Linked DNA regions of Mus musculus: regions 2 and 3 are each linked to region 1. The links are chromatin contacts, called in public ChIA-PET and HiChIP or PLAC-seq maps. All regions are on one chromosome and are shown on one strand. Each heading gives the region's core, a stretch centred on a gene start, on an enhancer-like site or on the middle of the called end of the contact. The rest is flanking DNA. Distances are from core to core; before and after follow the strand shown. Region 1 holds the start of Blvra (biliverdin reductase A). Region 2 holds the start of Ap4e1 (adaptor-related protein complex AP-4, epsilon 1). Region 3 overlaps Ncaph (non-SMC condensin I complex, subunit H).

Region 1 (5,120 bases), core at 1,159-3,658:
GCAGTGCGGCCATGTGGTGTAGGACGGGCTCCTTTGTGTATTTTTTCAGGCGTTTCTGTGGTCACTGAGTTTGGTCAGTTGTGGAGCAGGGAGAGTAAGGTATATAAAATCACAGTGACATCTGTCCGAAGGATCATGGTTTTTGCTTTCTTCTGCTTTGTTATAAGGGATGGTTATGAGAGGACTCTACTGGCCTGTCTAACAGCGCATGTGTAAACAGTAGGTTTGGGGTTGAGGCATGACTTCAGATCTGCCAAAGAGAACATAGTGTCACTTTTGTTCTTTCTGAACTCATTAAATAAAATGTAGAGTAACAGGGTTTCTACAGAAATGTTTAATACAATGTTTACAATGTTTATGATTTTAATAAACTAATAATAATAGAAAAGAGTAGATATTTTAAAACTTTGGACCAGTACATATTCTATCTAAACTCACTGCATTATATTCTGAATCAGGCATCGTCAACCTTTTTGATCACAAAATAGGGAGAATTTTAGGTCTAGTTCTTGCGTGGGGCCATCCATAACACCTAGTCTCTTTACTTTATAATCAGCCAATGAGGGTAGCGCTTAGGGGAAGAATGGCTGTGTGCTGTGTGCCGGGCACCATTACCAAGAATGGAGGGCAGCAGAGCCAGGCTGGGGACAGATAAAGGAGGACAGGAAGAGCATGAGAGCAGCGGAAAGGAGGTGGCCAGGCTCCTAGCAGTCACCCAGGCGCTCAGCAGAAGAGCGGCCACTCAGGGTATGAGAGGAGCCTGTCTTACCCTTCCCTACAGAGAAGCTGTGGGAGGAGCTGAGCCATCTGAGAGCCAGTGTACAGGTGTGCCCAGCGCAGCATGTGCTCTGCAGGGGAGTGTTGGCTGACGTGCTAAGCTCTTCCAAATTGACTTATAAAAGTACAGTATTTTATTTTCATTTAACTGTAGGTTCTTTTATTTTCTATGGCTAAACATGATCATTGTCACATGGTAAGCCATAAGAAGTGCACTGACCCTATTCATGTGTCTTTGAGCTGTTTTCTTATGTCAGAACTTTAGGAGAGAACAATGCAAGTGAATAGCAACGTAATAAATGATGCATTTTTTTTTTACTTTGTTTTGGCACTGGACTGTGTAAATTGAAATTTTTTAATTGAATGTATAATAAAAACATCTGTGCTTTTTGGGGTCTGTATGTTCTTTATAATTTAAGTAGATGAAAATTATTTAATCAGTATATAGATAGGTTTCTAAATATATAAATACAACTTGCTCAGTCTGTATGTTTGTTTTTGCATGTGTGTTATATGCACATGTTTGTGTGGCTGTACATATAATCATGTAAATGTTCATGTTTCAGAGGCCAGAGATCAACATCAGGTTTCTTCCTCACTATCTTATTAGTTTTTAACTTTTAAAAATATGGCTTATTCATACATAGGTGCTTGGTGCTAGCAGAGGTCAGAAGAGCCATCGGTTCCCCTGGAACTAGAGTTAAAGAACAAATGGTTGTGAGCTGCCGTGTGAGTGCAGGAAATTGAACCCAGGTGCTCTGCAGGTTCTACAGCACAACAAGAGCTCTTAACCACTGAGCTATTTCTCCAGCCCCTGGTCACTCACGGAAGACGTGAGCTGCCCAGCCCACAGGGTATGCACTACCATACCCAACTAATTGCTATTATGTTTAAGGTCACTCTGGCTGCTGTATGGGTGGAAGATTACAGGGTGATCAGGAAGGGGTCAGTTCTGACTTCTCAGATGGCAGATGATGGAAACGTTAAGAAGTGGTCTGACTCCAAGTTAGGCTTGTAATTGTGCTCCATGCCTTGTCTGGAGTGAGGACATTTATCTCACGAGAAACAAAGATGATTTTTCGTCGCCACCAACCCTGTTAGTTTCATCAGTTTTGTCAAGGGATAAAAAAGGGTAAATGTCAGTGGACTTGGAACAGACTCCAGCCCTACAGGTCAAAGCGTCCTTCAGATGCCTCCCTCTTCTCCCTTACCCTTGGTACACTTTCCTCGCACAGCACTCTGATTCTCCCCTCAGTGCGTCTACTCTTTCGCCATTCCCAGGGTGAGACCAGGCTGTTCCTGGGAAAATGCTGTTTCCTAGCCCTGAAGACAGGGAATTACAAACACTGGTTTTCTGGAATCCTCGCTCCTTACAGGAACAAGTTTTTGTGTCAGATCAATTATGTTTGAGCCGCAAAACTAAACAAGGTCCCGAATATACCCAGGAAAAAAAAAAAGCCCTAGTTGCATTTGGCGCGAAGGGAGCTGACAAAGTAGCGACACCACACCAAACAAGTGCAAAAACACAGCAGCTCGTAATTTTCCCCATTCAGCAGCATGGGCCGCGGGACTCACGGGAATTGCTCGGTCAAGGCTCCGCCTACCATCTGGACAGCCAATCGAATCCTAGCAGCGCTCTGTCTGTAGCTGCTGGGACGCTGCAATTTGGGCGCGCTGAAGCGGAAGCTCGTGAGCCGCTGGTAAGGTGAGCTCTGGCCGGGAGGGGCGCGGGGCTGAGCGCACGACCCTGAGACGGGAGGCCAAGGCCGATAGGGGCCGCGTGCCCGCCATCCTTTCGGGACCCCGGAGCGCCCTGGCCGCCAGCTTCTCTTTGCGGAGCCCTTCGCAGGCCGGACCGGGGGGGGGGGGGGCCTCCTCTCAGGAAGCGGCATTCCCGAGTAAAGATGGTAAAGAAATTAAATCTCCATCTCGTTTAAAAGTGCTGATGGTTTCCGGCCTTACCTAGATGAGGCTGGTAGGTGTATCGTGCACTGACTGGGGGACTGAGCCCCCCACCCCCACCCCTACCCCCGGTTTGACAGTGTCATATCCAGAATGATGACTTTGAACTCTGGAGGTTGAGAGTTTGCGCCAGGTGTGTCTTTTATAATCTCTCCTAGCTGTACTTTATTCTTTGAAAACTGAAAGAAAGAGTGTTGGAAGACCCTGTGAGGGTTGAATTTTAAGTCGCTTGCTTATCTGAAGAACTCAGAGATAAGGCTGAGTTTAGGTCCTACTAAAAACAGAAATTAAAAGGCCAGCGGTGGTGGCGCACACCTTTAGTCTTTAGCACTTGGGAGGCAGAGGCAGGCAGATCTCTGAGTTAAGGCCAAGCTGATCTACAGAGTGAGTTCCAGGACAGCCAGGGCTATACAGAGAAACCCATTATGTGCAGTTTTGGATCCAGATATTTTTCTATTTAACATTACATAATTCCAGTTTTGCATCTTACAGCTGTTATGGGTTTGGGGTATACTAGCTAACCTCTTGGTGTATCAGTGTCCTCATTTGTACAAGTGGGGATAAAGAGCATGCTTGCTCGGTAGGATAGCTATAGCTATGTAAGGCCACAGAATGTTCAACCTAAGATTTTATAAATATTAGCACTCACAATGCACAAAGCAAACACTATAGCACTGGAAAGTTCCCCCCATAATTAATGAAGTTTCTATATTACTTCCAAGAATTTCTTAAATTGTTCTTACTGAATAATTTGAGTTCTTACTGAACTAGAGTTCATTTTTATTGTAATAGGTTGTATTAATAAATATTCAGATCCCTTTCTTCCATTCTGCATTGCAGAGTAGCACATATTGAAGCCACGTGGTAGACAAAGTATTGTCAAGGGCCTTCTTGATGGCTAGAAAACTGAGAAATATGTGTGGCTAACTATACTTGAACTTTTAGAACTAAGGAACAAATTTTGCTGAAACTTAGTACTCAGAGACAAGTATTGTTGCTATTTTGATGTATATAAATTATATACATCTGTATAGCTATTATGTTTTACTTCATAGGTTTTGTTATAAATCAAGGTTGAGGCAGAAGAGTTGCTGAGAGTGTGAGGTCAGCCTAGGCCACAGAGTGTGTTTCGTGCCTCCCTGGGCTACAAAGTGAAATCCTTCCTCAGAAACAAAATTCACACACAAATCCTGAAAAACGGAATAAAAGGAAAGAACTGTTGTTGGCCTGCATTGTAGAAAAATGGGCAGAGTTGAGGATATCCATGAGAGAAGGGTGGCAACCGGGAGTGAACATCAGCAGACTGCTGTCTCCGCGGTGCATGGACGGTGCTTGGAAGGTGCTTGGAAGGTGTAGGGGGTCTCAGAGCAAGGCTGGGGTATGGCAGAGGAGCCTGAGCCCTTCCATGCCTCCTTCAGGGCTGTAGCAACTGTGGCCAAATGCAGCTTTGGTGATGAACTGTTAGGAGAGCTGTGCAGGTGAGGCATAAGTAATCCTGTCTTCCTTTCTTCACTATTCAGTGATTCTTAGTTGGCCAAACACCATTACCAAAGGAGCCAGTCTCTGTGTCCCTGCAGTCTGGAGGTTCTCAAAGATAGGCTAAGCATTTGATATCTGTTTGCTTTGTAAAGTGTATAATATTAAGGCTGGAGAGATGGCTCAGCAGTTAAGAGGACTGGCTGCTTTTCCAAAGGACCCAGGTTCAAATCTCAGCACTCACATGTCAGTTCACGACTGTCTGTAATTCCAGTTCCAGGGGACATGACACCCTCACACAGATATACATGGAGGCAGAACACCAATGTAAATAAAAAATTTAAAAAACATTATTTGTGTGTATGTGTGTGTGTGTGTGTTTATGTATGTACATGCCTGAGGATGACAATACAAGGTGACAAATCCCCTGTAGTTGGAGTTACAGACATCTGTGAGTCACCTTACATGGGAGCTGGGAACTGAATTCTGACCCTATGCAAGAACAGCAAATGCTCTTAACTGATGAGCCATCTGTCCAGAACCATGTTGTGTGGCTGCTGTTATTAATGAAAACATGTTACCTGTAGATCTTAGAGTTTTGGATGTTAGCATATCCTTTAACTGCTGATCAATCTCTCCAGGTCTTAACTGGAGATCTCTATAAAAATGTAATAATTACGATTTTTAATGTTAGAAGCAAAAGTTAGACCCAAAGATATTTTGCTTGTTTAAAAGTTTTGATTCTTTTGGTCTCTTGTTTTTGAAAAATTGCTTGGTATGATCAGCAGGTTCTGATTGGTTCAAATGGCTCATGGTTTCCTGTAATTATCAGACCAAGTAGTTGTAGCATAGGGAAGTGAGATCATGACCTGGAACAAGCCTAAGAACTTGGATGGGGGGCCAGG
Region 2 (5,120 bases), core at 1,289-3,788, 62 kb before region 1:
ATACAGGCAAAGTTCTGTGTGACGTGTGACTTGCTCACAGCGGGAGAGGAGATGAACAGCGTGTCTCACCCTGGGGCAGGCAAATGGAACCACTTCTTTCAGCTCTCCCTTTCTTCTCTGTACACGATTTATTTATTTTATTTTTATGTTTTTATGTGTGTGCCTATGTGTATGCATGTTCACCCCAGGTGTGCAGATGTCTTCAGAGACAGAAGAGGTTGTTGAATCCCCTAAAACTGAAGTTACAGGTGGTGTGAGTTGCCTTTGCTGAGAATTGAACCCCGGTCCTCTGCCACAGCTGCACCTGCTCCTAACTCTGAGCCATCTAATGCCTAAAAGCCATTTCTTTTGGCTGCAGCCGCTGCCTCTCCCCTGGAGAGCCCAATTTGGCTCTCCCCAATACACTTTCAGATTTCAGAGCAAGCTGATATTCCTCCAAGTAAATTTCCTCCTCTCAAGAAAGAAAAGTAAAACAAAAGGGACTTTGAGATTTCTGTTTTGTTGTTGTTGTTTTGGTTTTTTTTTCTTTGTTGTTAAAGAACCTGGACCTGAAATTCAATGTACATGAGTTATAGAGCCAAGAGCTGGGAAGTCTGAGTTAGGGCCAATGGCCGTTCCGCTGGCGCCCACTTGTGTATAACAATGGAACTTTTTGTAGTGGTTTTTGTTTTGTTTTGGGACAAAATCTCCAGACAGCCTTGGGCGGCTCTTAACTGACTATGTAGACCTAGATGCCCTCGAACTCACAGAGATCCACCTGCTTCTGCCTCCCAGCACTGTGATTAAAGGCCTGTTTGTGCCACTATGCCTGGCTGAAGTCCTAGGCCGAATTATTTATTTATTTATTTTTGGCTTTTGACGTTTGGAGACAGCGTTTCTCTGTATAGCCCTGGCTGGCTTAGAACTCAGAGATCCACCTGCTTCTGCCTTTTGAGTGCTGGGATTAAAGTGTATGCCACCTCATACAGCTCTAAATTGAATTCTTTTAAGCTGTCTAGACCCCGCTTCCGCAGTACCAAGGAATCACCTTGCCTATTGGCTCCCTCTCAGGTCACTGACCACCTCCTTGTGGTTTCTAAAGCTGTTCTATGGCCACGACCTACAGGTTTGGCATTTTTGAGCCTTTTAAGCTGTTGCATAATTTTCTAGCCAATTCAGTATGCTAATGAAAGCTGTGTAAGAAGTTTTAGTGCGGGGGTGGGTGGATATGGGGGACTTTTGGTATAGCATTGGAAATGTAAATGAGCTAAATACCTAATAAAAAATAGAAAAAAAAATAAATAAAAAAAAGAAGTTTTAGTGCTGCTTGAAAAGCAGGAACAACAGAGTTTTGCTTTTTATATAGCCTACCATGTCTCTGTTTCAAATGTGTAATTTTTCTTCCTTTAAACTTTGGTCCAAACAATGACCCTGTTTTACTGGCACCACAGCACAATTTGAAAAAGCTCTATTGGATAAGACGGACTAAGGGGGATAGTGAACATCACCCAGGCCAGGGGAAGGAAAGTTTCACTTTACTTTTTGGCAGTGTAGCCGCGTTCCTTTCACCCGAGTCAGAAATGTATCAGCTTTCCCCAGCATATTTTTTAGGTGGAAGAAAAAAATTGGGGGATGGGGAAAGTTAAGACAGGGTTTCATATAACTCAGGTTTGTTTTGAACTTGATATGGAGCCGGTGATGCCCTTGAATTTTCTTGCTCCTCCTTCCAGTCTCAAGGGCTGGGATTTCAGGCAACAACCACTACATGGCTGGAAAGTAAGTTTTCTAATTTAAACTAGTGAAAGGGCCTAAAGTTAAAAAAACACACACACACATACACACACACACAGTAAACAAAACTTTACGTAGGCATAAAATATTAAATTCTAAAGAAAATCTGTTTTAAATAATTTAAATATTGAGATTTTTCAATAAATTAAACTTTTTTAAAAAAAGATTTATTTATTATTATAAATAAGTACCCTGTTGCTGTCTTCAGACACGCAACAGAAGAGGGCGTCAGATCTCATTATGGATGGTTGTGAGCCACCGTGTGGTTGCTGGAATTTGAACTCAGGACCTTTGGAAGAGCAGACAGTGCTCTTACCCACTGAGCCATCTCACCAGCCCTAAACTTTATCTTTGCATAACTATTCTGTCAGGCAAACTTTTTCTTTTGTTGAGGTGTAGGTACAAGAACAACTTCAAGATTTAAGAAAAAAATTTCACTTATCACAGACAAAGTTTCAGAGATAAGAGCTCCTACAGGTGTTAAGAACACTATAAAGATGGTAGGTCAGGTTTGTAATCCCAGCACTTGGAGGCTGGGACAGGGGAATGGCACGAATTCATTAACCTTGGGAAGTTCGAGAAAATACAAGATCATGCACACACATTTCACCGCTAATAGAATGATCATGAACTTCATGTCTCCAGAGAACTCCTCTCTCCTCCTAGACTCGTGCGCCCCCAGGCGGTGTTTCCCGGAACTTCATCCTGCTCGTCCTGCTCCGGCGCGAATAAAGATTTCTTATTCAAAACGCCGGAAGTGACTACGGAGGCCGGGAGAGTCAGCGCGAAGTAGCCTCGTAGGGAGGCAGCGATGAGCGACATGGTGGAGAGGACGCTGACCGCACTGCCGGGGCTCTTCCTGCAGAACCAGCTGGGAGGACCTGCGGCCTCCAGAGCACCCTTCTTCTCCAGGCTGGGCGGCCTCATCCGTGGCGTCACTGCACTCTCATCCAAGCACGTATGCGGCGGGGTTGGCTGGGCGGGATGGGGTGGGGCGGCGGGGCCGGAGACATCGGTCCGCTGGATGGACGCAGCCGGGCGTCCGCCTCAAGTTGCCTGTACCGACCGACCTCAGGAGGCCGGCTTTCTGATTTGGAGGCCCGAAGACCCTCCGTGTGTTTTCTCATGGGGTGCTTTGAGGATTACATGAGCTGTCAATCGAGTGAAAAAAGCCAGTATGACCTAAAGCCTGAGCTATAGGCTCCTACCAAGTTTCTCCTCCCTGTTGAGATTTTTGTTTTGTTTTGATTTTTCGAGACAGGATTTCTCTGTGTAGCCCGGGCTGTCCTGGAACTCACTCTGTAGACCAGGCTGGCCTCGAACTCAGAAATCCGCCTGCCTCTGCCTTCCAAGTGCTGGGATTAAAGGCTTGTGCCACCACTGCCCGGCTCCCTCTTGAGTTTTAATTTTTCTATTTGGAAGCATCACGTACTCGGACAGACAACCCTCATTCCCACCCCTGACAGGGCTGTTAATCTTTGCAGAGCTTGAGGTTTAGTCTAGACCAACGGGTTGGGCAAAGACGCGCTTTGAAAACTAGTAGTTACTATAGAAGTTATTAAGTTCCCACGTACTTTGTATGGTACTGACTCAAAGCCTCAAGGAGTGTTTGTCTTAAAAACATAATATTGTGTCATACTTTCTTCAGCAAGTATTTATCAAGCACAACTATATGTTAAGTAATGAAAATAGCAAAACACTTTTCTGTCTATTTTCTGTCCATTTTAGACTTAACATAAATAAGTAACTACAGTGCAGTGTAAATGCCTGCAGCATGGAGAAGAGAAACAAGATGCCTTTAAAGGTTTAAAACGGGCTTGTGTTCTCACTGGAAGCTGGTGTGTGGCAGGGCTTGCTGAACATCCCTTAATCATTATTCGTGTACTTAACATCTCTTCGTGCTTTTCTGTTGCTAATTTGTATGAGAGGGCAAGTAAGTATTTTGTGTGTACATGTATGTACTGAGAGAATGTGTATGTGCTGGTATGTGAGGATGCACGGACCCACGGCACATGTATAGGCTTCCGAGAACAGCTTTGGGTCTTAGTCCTTACCTTCCACCTAGTAGGTGAGATCTCTCTTGACGCTTGTTTCTGTGTTGTATATTCAGGCAGGCTGGCTAGGGAGCTTCGAGTGTTCTGTCTCACCATAGGAGTGCAGGGATCACAGGTCCACCTCACCACACCCGGCTTTGTGCTTTTTACACATTGAGCCATCTGCCTCTGCCACCGCTCTGAAAAATTTAGAGAATATAGTTTTTTTGGCTTAGTTTGAAACTGCACAGACAGCCAGATGTGGTATTACTGCCAGATGTATTACTTCTAAGTTTTGTTTTGTTTTTAGATTTGTTTCAAAGTTGTGTGTGTGTGTGTGTTTATGGCATGTGTACATGAGTGCAGATGCTCTCAGAGTCCAGGAGAGTGTGTGTGATCCCTTGGAGCTAGACTTTTAGGCAATTGTGAGCCACCAGAGTGGGTGTGAGGAACCAAATTCTGTCCTTTGCAAGAGCTCTGTGTATTCTCACCTGTGGCATCTCTGCAGCCCCCACCAGCAGTTCGGAATTAGCCACTTAACGTCAGCGACTCAGTGTGTGATTTGAACATAACATTGTATTAGTTAGTGGTTGGCCAGGCCCTAAGTGCTTCCTGAGGTCCAGCACAGGCAAGCATCAGAGTTGACCACACTGGTGTGTGCAGTAGACAGCGAGAGGGAAGATGGGCTGAGGAGGATGAGGAAGAGTAGAGGTCAGGAAGACTGTGTCTGTCTGTCTGTCTGTCTGTCTGTCTGTCTGTCTGTCTGTCTGTCTTCTGCGTTCCATGAACACTTTTTATTTTATCCCATCAACACTTTTTGCTTCTGGGAAGATGTAACTTCATCTTCCCAGATCCACACTTTTTTTTTTACTCTCTTTTCACTTAGACTCTTTGTTTTTGTTTTTTGAGTCAAGGTCTTACCATGTAGCCGTGGTTGTCTTGGGGCTTCCTGTACAGACCTGGCTGGCCTTGAACTCACAGAAATCCACCTGCCTTTGCCTTCAGACTGACTGCTGGGACTAACGATGCATACCACCATGCCTAGCTGTTCTGAGTTGTTAAAACCTACACGTATTTATACGTGTACCATCCCCATCACATTTAGGGCCTGGCCAACCACTGGCTAATACGATGTGATCTTTAAATCACACACCGAGTCCCTGAAGTTAAGTGGCTAAAGACCTGCTAGTGAGGGCTGTGTGGTGGGATCATGTGGTCATCAGGCTTGGTAGGGTGAGCCTCCATCCACCGAGGCATCATCTCACTACCCCGATTTTGAATCTTTTCCTTTTTGGTTGTTATTTATGTTTGTTTGGT
Region 3 (5,120 bases), core at 1,907-4,406, 39 kb after region 1:
CTTCATGCTAAAAGTCCCACCAAGAAAGTTGCCCAGGGCTCAGAGGGGACAGCGCACCCTAGCCCTCTGTCTATCAGCACACACCTTGTCTGCAGGTCCTTTGTGAGCCCACTGAGTTTCTTCTCATCAGCCACTTCCTCGGGGGCACCTTCCTGTCCACTTTCAGTGTGGTTTGCCTAACCAAAAAAGCATATTTATGGGTTGAAACAACAGAAACTTACAAAACTGTAAATCCCATAAAGAAAAGTGTACTGAAGGAAGCAAAGTTAAATTCTCTGGAGACCTTAAGGATGGGTCTTAGTTTGATCCCCACACTGGCACTCTTAAGAGGTGATAGAATTTTTTGTTTTGTTCTAGGGTTTCTATGTAGTCCTAGCAGTCCTGAAACTCACTATGTGGACCAGGCTGGCCTTGAACTTACAGAGGTCTGTCCATCTGCTTCTGTTATGAGCCAGCATGCCTGGCTGAGTCACGAATTCACCAAGGTGTGACTGTGGATAGTGGACCATATGCCCTCCTTGTTCTTTCATAGTCTAGCCATGACACGAATGATCAGACCCTGCTTTGTGCTTCTGTAAAGTACTACAAGACCAAAGCAATGGTGCCAACGCACTGCAGACTGAAACCTCTAAAGGTGAGTCAATGGATTGGCTTTTCTTTGAGGTGAGAGCCTCTGCTGTTTGTTGTACACACACTAACACTGCGACTGAGGCATTCTCTGACATACCCAAGACCACACAGCTTAGGGTCCTCAATAATCATGCATTTCACTGCACAGCCAGCAAAACGTGTAAGCAAGAATGGAGTTTGTAGAGCTCAATGGGTCTGAACCGGGGTTCTAGGTCTGCACACTTAGTCTGCTTCACTCTCAGGAGAGGGGTCTGGCAGCGTGATTATGTCTCCAGCGTTCCTGCTGAGAATGGGCATCCTAAGGCAGAACACCACTTCAAAGCATACACACCTTCTGACACTTGTAAGGTAGCCACAATACTTTGTACAAAGTCCTATTTTAAGTCCGGTTGCTACTGGGTAAGTACTCCGAATGCCCATCAGGACTGTAAAGCACGCAGCTGCTAGGGCAGCATGGGAAAGCTTGCATCTGCACGTTTTCATCACCAGTAAGGTGAGATAGAGGCCAAGGCATTAGCTTGCTGTGTGACCTGTCCCATCCTCTGCTGGGACAGTCTCTTCTTCCAAGCCACGGTGATGTCTGTTTTAAACTGTGACTGCATCTCTCTGCTTTAGGGTGGGGACCACACTGAGGGATCATGAGCTGTAGACATCAGCTCTCCCTTCCTACACATTGGGAACCTAAGGAGCATGAGTGATGTTACCTCTGTGTCAGCCTCCTTCCTAGAAAACTTCGTCAGCAGACTCCACATACTCTGCTTCAGCTTCTTCATGTCCATCTTTTTGGCAGTCTTGGCGTAATGAATTTCTATTTTATTCACCTGGAATAGGTGTAACAAAGCAAAATTAACCAGAAGAAAAACATTCACTATCAATTTCCTGTAAAATAGAAGTCTCGAATGAAAAAGTTGGAAATCAAGGAGAAATCCCAGCCGGGCACAGTGGCACACACCTTTGATGCCAGCCCTCTGAGACAGAGGCAACTGAATCTCAGTGAGTTAGACACCAACCTGGTCTACAGAGTGAGTTCCAGGACAGCCAGGGCTATAAAGTGAAACCCTGTCTCGAAAACAAAAGCAAAAAAGAAAGCCAGTCTCAACCTCATATACAGAGTTCCCTGCAAAAAGATCTCACTTCTTTCTGTTTTTACCTTTCGGATTTTGCTGTTTTGCTTTTGAATCTCGTGTAGCCGAGTCTTGCCTGGGCTTACTGTTAGATCCTGAACTTGTCAACCTCTTGCCTCCAAGCAAGTGCTGGCATTACAAGTATGAACCACCACGCCCAATTTTAATGAGCCAGTGCATGGGACTGAATCTAGGTAAACACTCTACCAATCCTAACTCCTTTTAATCAGAGGAAATTTAGATTAAGACCAAGAATTGCAGTGTAAGAGATGAGTATATGAAACAGATAGCACCCAGCCTGGCTCTTGGGATAAGGCATCAGGTATTTAACACATGACAGGAACTGAAAATGGCCAAGGTATTCAAAGCCCCACAGCAATGCTCTCGCTGCAGCCTTCCTACATGTGTTTTATTGGTGTGGCCAATCCACTCCTACTTATGACTTGGGTTTGACTCTCAACACTACAGCAGTAAATAAAAGTTAATAAGATAAAATAAGGTCTTTGGAAAAATATCACTACCATATAACCTAAGTAGCCAATGTCAATAACTGGGAAGCAGTTTAGACAGCACAACCCTGTGTGAAAACTCAGATAGCAGGTTAAGATGGAACCGGAAAACAAGTGGAGCGCAGGCTGATGGGACTCACATCTGAGAGGAGTTAAACAGACAGCCAGGAATCCACACAATTCCTTGTTGTCTCTTCCTTACCTTTTGAGGCTCAGCCACCAAGTTCAACTCTTGGTAAGTTGTGATATCTACTCCTTGGTTTTCAGGAGAAATGTGACCATTCTCTTGTGTTGTCTTTGGATCAGACTCAAGGTCAAGGGTCCCGACTGGATCCGCAAATAAATCGTCTGCCTCTTCATAATCACTGTCAGCAGCCTGGGCAAGGAAACAACCCTTCAAGTTTGGTAGATGCTATCAATGGGAGAGACTCCACGTACACAAAGCAAGCAGAGTCCCACCAACGTGGCCTGCTCGCTCACTTCTTCCTGCTTCACATAAGCCCTACTACAGAGAGAGGGGTCTCTTATCAGCCTGAGACCTCGGAAGCATGAGTTTAAAGAGTGCAATGACCACAGAGACCAGCATCCCCTTTGCTTAGTAACTAGATAAATATTTCATCTTACAGAAAACATTCCCAAAACGCTGGAGCACAGCCTGCATCCCTTGCCTAACAAGAGCACAGAACAGGGGCTGGGCATGTAGCTAAGTACAGAGTACACACACATTTCATGTGAGTTACTAGGTTCCATCCTTACCACCCAAAAACAGTACAGGAAATCCCAGGTGCTATCTAATTTTGTAGCAGGAGCAACGCCCTTTTATATTTTGGATGGATACAGACTCTCAAGAATGCCAAGGTGACCTTAAACTTGCCTTGTAGCAAAGGGTGACTTTCGATTCACCTTCCTCCACCTCAAGACTGGAAGGTGTGTCCCACCACACCCAGTGTGATGGTTACAATAAAAATGCCCCACACATAGACTCAAAGGGACTATTAGAAGACCAATGTGCTTAACAGAATTAGGTGAGTTAGGGGACCGAGCCTCAGCTGTGTCAGACTGAAGTTATTTATTTGAGATACAACCTTCGAGATGGGAAGTGGTGGCTAAAGGAAGCCAAAAAAAAAAAAAAAAAAAAAAAAGACTGTAACTCAGATTCCTACCTCAACTACACCAAGGCAAGTAAGAGAATTCTTGGGCACCGTTGGCTTCTGCAGGCTCTGGATACCTGGGTTTGCGACCTTAGCTGCCCCTTGTACCCCCTAGCCAAGGAAGGGGAGGTGTTTGTGTAGAACCCAGATCACCAGAAAGCCTTTAAAGAAATTTAAAAAGCCCTACTGATGGCCCCAGCCTTGGCCTTGCCTGACCTAACCAAGCCTTTCACTCTTTATTGAGAGAGCAGGGGTTGCCATAGGAGTCTACCCAGACTTTGGGACCTTGAAAAAGGCCAGTGGCTTACCTATCCAAGAAGTTAGACCCTGTTGCCAGCAGGTGGCCTTCTTGCTTGAAAGCTATTGCTGCAGTAGCATTACTTGTCAAGGATGCTGATAAGCTCACTCTGGGACAGCAAATAACTGTAGTGGCACCCCACACTCTTGAAAGTATTATCCAACAGCCTCCTGACCAATGGATGACCAACGCTCATATGACACATTATCAGAGCCCTTTGTTGACTGAACGAGTGACCTTTGCTCCCCCTGCTGTCCTGAATCCCACTACCCTACTGCCCGAGACTGATGACTCTTCACCTGCTCATCACTGCACTGACATTCTGGCAGAAGAAACTGGTACTCGAAATGATCTGAAGGATCAGCCTTGGCCTGGGAGTCCGAGTTGGTACACGGATGGCAGTAACTTTGTGGTTGAAGGTAAGCGGAAGGTAGGGGCATCAGTGGTGGACAGAAAGCAAGTGATCTGGGCCAGCAGCCTCCCTGAAGGAACTTCGGCCCAGAAAGCCGAACTTGTGGCTTTGATATAAGCTCTACAAATGGCAAAGGGGAAGTCTATCAACATTTACACTGACAGCAGATATGCTTTTGCCACTGCACGGAGCAATATACAGACAAAGAGGGCTGTTGACACCTGCAGAGAAAGACCTAAGATGCTGTGGCTAAAGGGAATCAGATGGCAGATCTAACCGCCAAACAGGCGGCCCAAGGAGTAATGATCCTGGCAGTCAAGAAGCCTAAAGATTATGATGTCAGAGACCAGCTTTAGATATACCCCTGAGGACTATCAAGTTATGGACAAATTAGGGATGGTAAAGGAAACCTCATATGGGGTAATAGAAACAGAAGAAAGAAAATGAGTTCTCCCATGGGAAGAAGGACACAAGTATGTTACCAACTTACATTACTTGACCCACTTGGGGTCAAGAAATTAAAAGGTGTGGTTAGGTCCTCTGACTACTATGTTACAGGACTCTCTGACTTGGCAGGAGAAATAGTCAAAGCTGCAAGGCCTGTGCTATGACTAATGCAGGACACTCCATGTATACTCCTGGGAAGAGGCTCAGGGGCAACTGGCTGGGGGCCTATTGGAAGGTAGATTTTAAAGAAATTAAGCCAGCTAGATATGGTAACAAGTACTTATTAGTGTTAATAGACACCTTTTCAAGCTGGGTAGAAGCTTTTCCTACCAGGACTAAGACGGCCAATGTGATGGCCAAGAAGATCTTAGAAGAAATCTTCCCGAAATTTGGGATACCCAAGGTAATCGGGTCCGATAATGAACCTGCCTTTGTTGTCCAGGTAAGTCAGGGACTGGCCAAGATATTGGGGGTTGATTAGAAGTTACATTGATTAGAATTGATTAGAAGTTACATTGTGCATACAGGCCCCAAAGCTCAGGACAGGTA

What was found. ChIA-PET counts read pairs in DNA pulled down with a chosen protein or histone mark. HiChIP or PLAC-seq counts read pairs in DNA pulled down with a chosen protein or histone mark.
Region 2: an RNA polymerase II ChIA-PET map of memory CD8 T cells shows a contact between it and region 1, with 166 read pairs. The contact joins the promoter of Ap4e1 here to the promoter of Blvra in region 1. A contact is called at or near these places in 2 of 39 promoter capture datasets (embryonic stem cells and macrophages), 4 of 484 Hi-C or Micro-C datasets (B cells, cumulus cells, embryonic stem cells and 1 more), 4 of 115 datasets of contacts at active chromatin or transcription factors (the HPC-7 cell line, effector CD8 T cells, embryonic stem cells and 1 more) and 4 of 9 other capture datasets (adipose tissue, liver, macrophages and 1 more).
Region 3: an H3K27ac HiChIP or PLAC-seq map of embryonic stem cells shows a contact between it and region 1, with 5 read pairs. The contact joins the enhancer-like site here to the promoter of Blvra in region 1. A contact is called at or near these places in 1 of 39 promoter capture datasets (macrophages), 1 of 15 datasets of contacts at CTCF or cohesin (CD8 T cells), 2 of 484 Hi-C or Micro-C datasets (both in bone marrow-derived macrophages), 5 of 115 datasets of contacts at active chromatin or transcription factors (the HPC-7 cell line, embryonic stem cells, intestinal villus epithelium and 1 more) and 3 of 9 other capture datasets (adipose tissue, liver and pancreatic islet).

What each region holds. Positions count from the first base shown.
Region 1 is chr2:127,068,249-127,073,368 of GRCm38.p6, forward strand. It overlaps Blvra (biliverdin reductase A), which reads left to right and starts at 2,409. Exons shown (of 8, transcript NM_026678.4): 1 at 2,409-2,482. Ap4e1 (adaptor-related protein complex AP-4, epsilon 1) reads left to right here. Exons shown (of 21, transcript NM_175550.3): 21 at 1-1,566.
Region 2 is chr2:127,006,173-127,011,292 of GRCm38.p6, forward strand. Ap4e1 (adaptor-related protein complex AP-4, epsilon 1) reads left to right here and starts at 2,539. Exons shown (of 21, transcript NM_175550.3): 1 at 2,539-2,728. The coding sequence starts at 2,582.
Region 3 is chr2:127,106,020-127,111,139 of GRCm38.p6, forward strand. It overlaps Ncaph (non-SMC condensin I complex, subunit H), which reads right to left. Exons shown (of 18, transcript NM_144818.3): 14 at 2,466-2,639; 15 at 1,335-1,451; 16 at 85-176. Among named protein-coding and RNA genes, the nearest start is that of Gm39922, 9.9 kb to the left of the region's middle. Within about 2 kb of position 3,157, at least 7 of the 459 cell types and tissues checked have an H3K27ac peak or open chromatin away from gene starts, as enhancers often do. A contact at or near this core is called in embryonic stem cells, where this site is marked.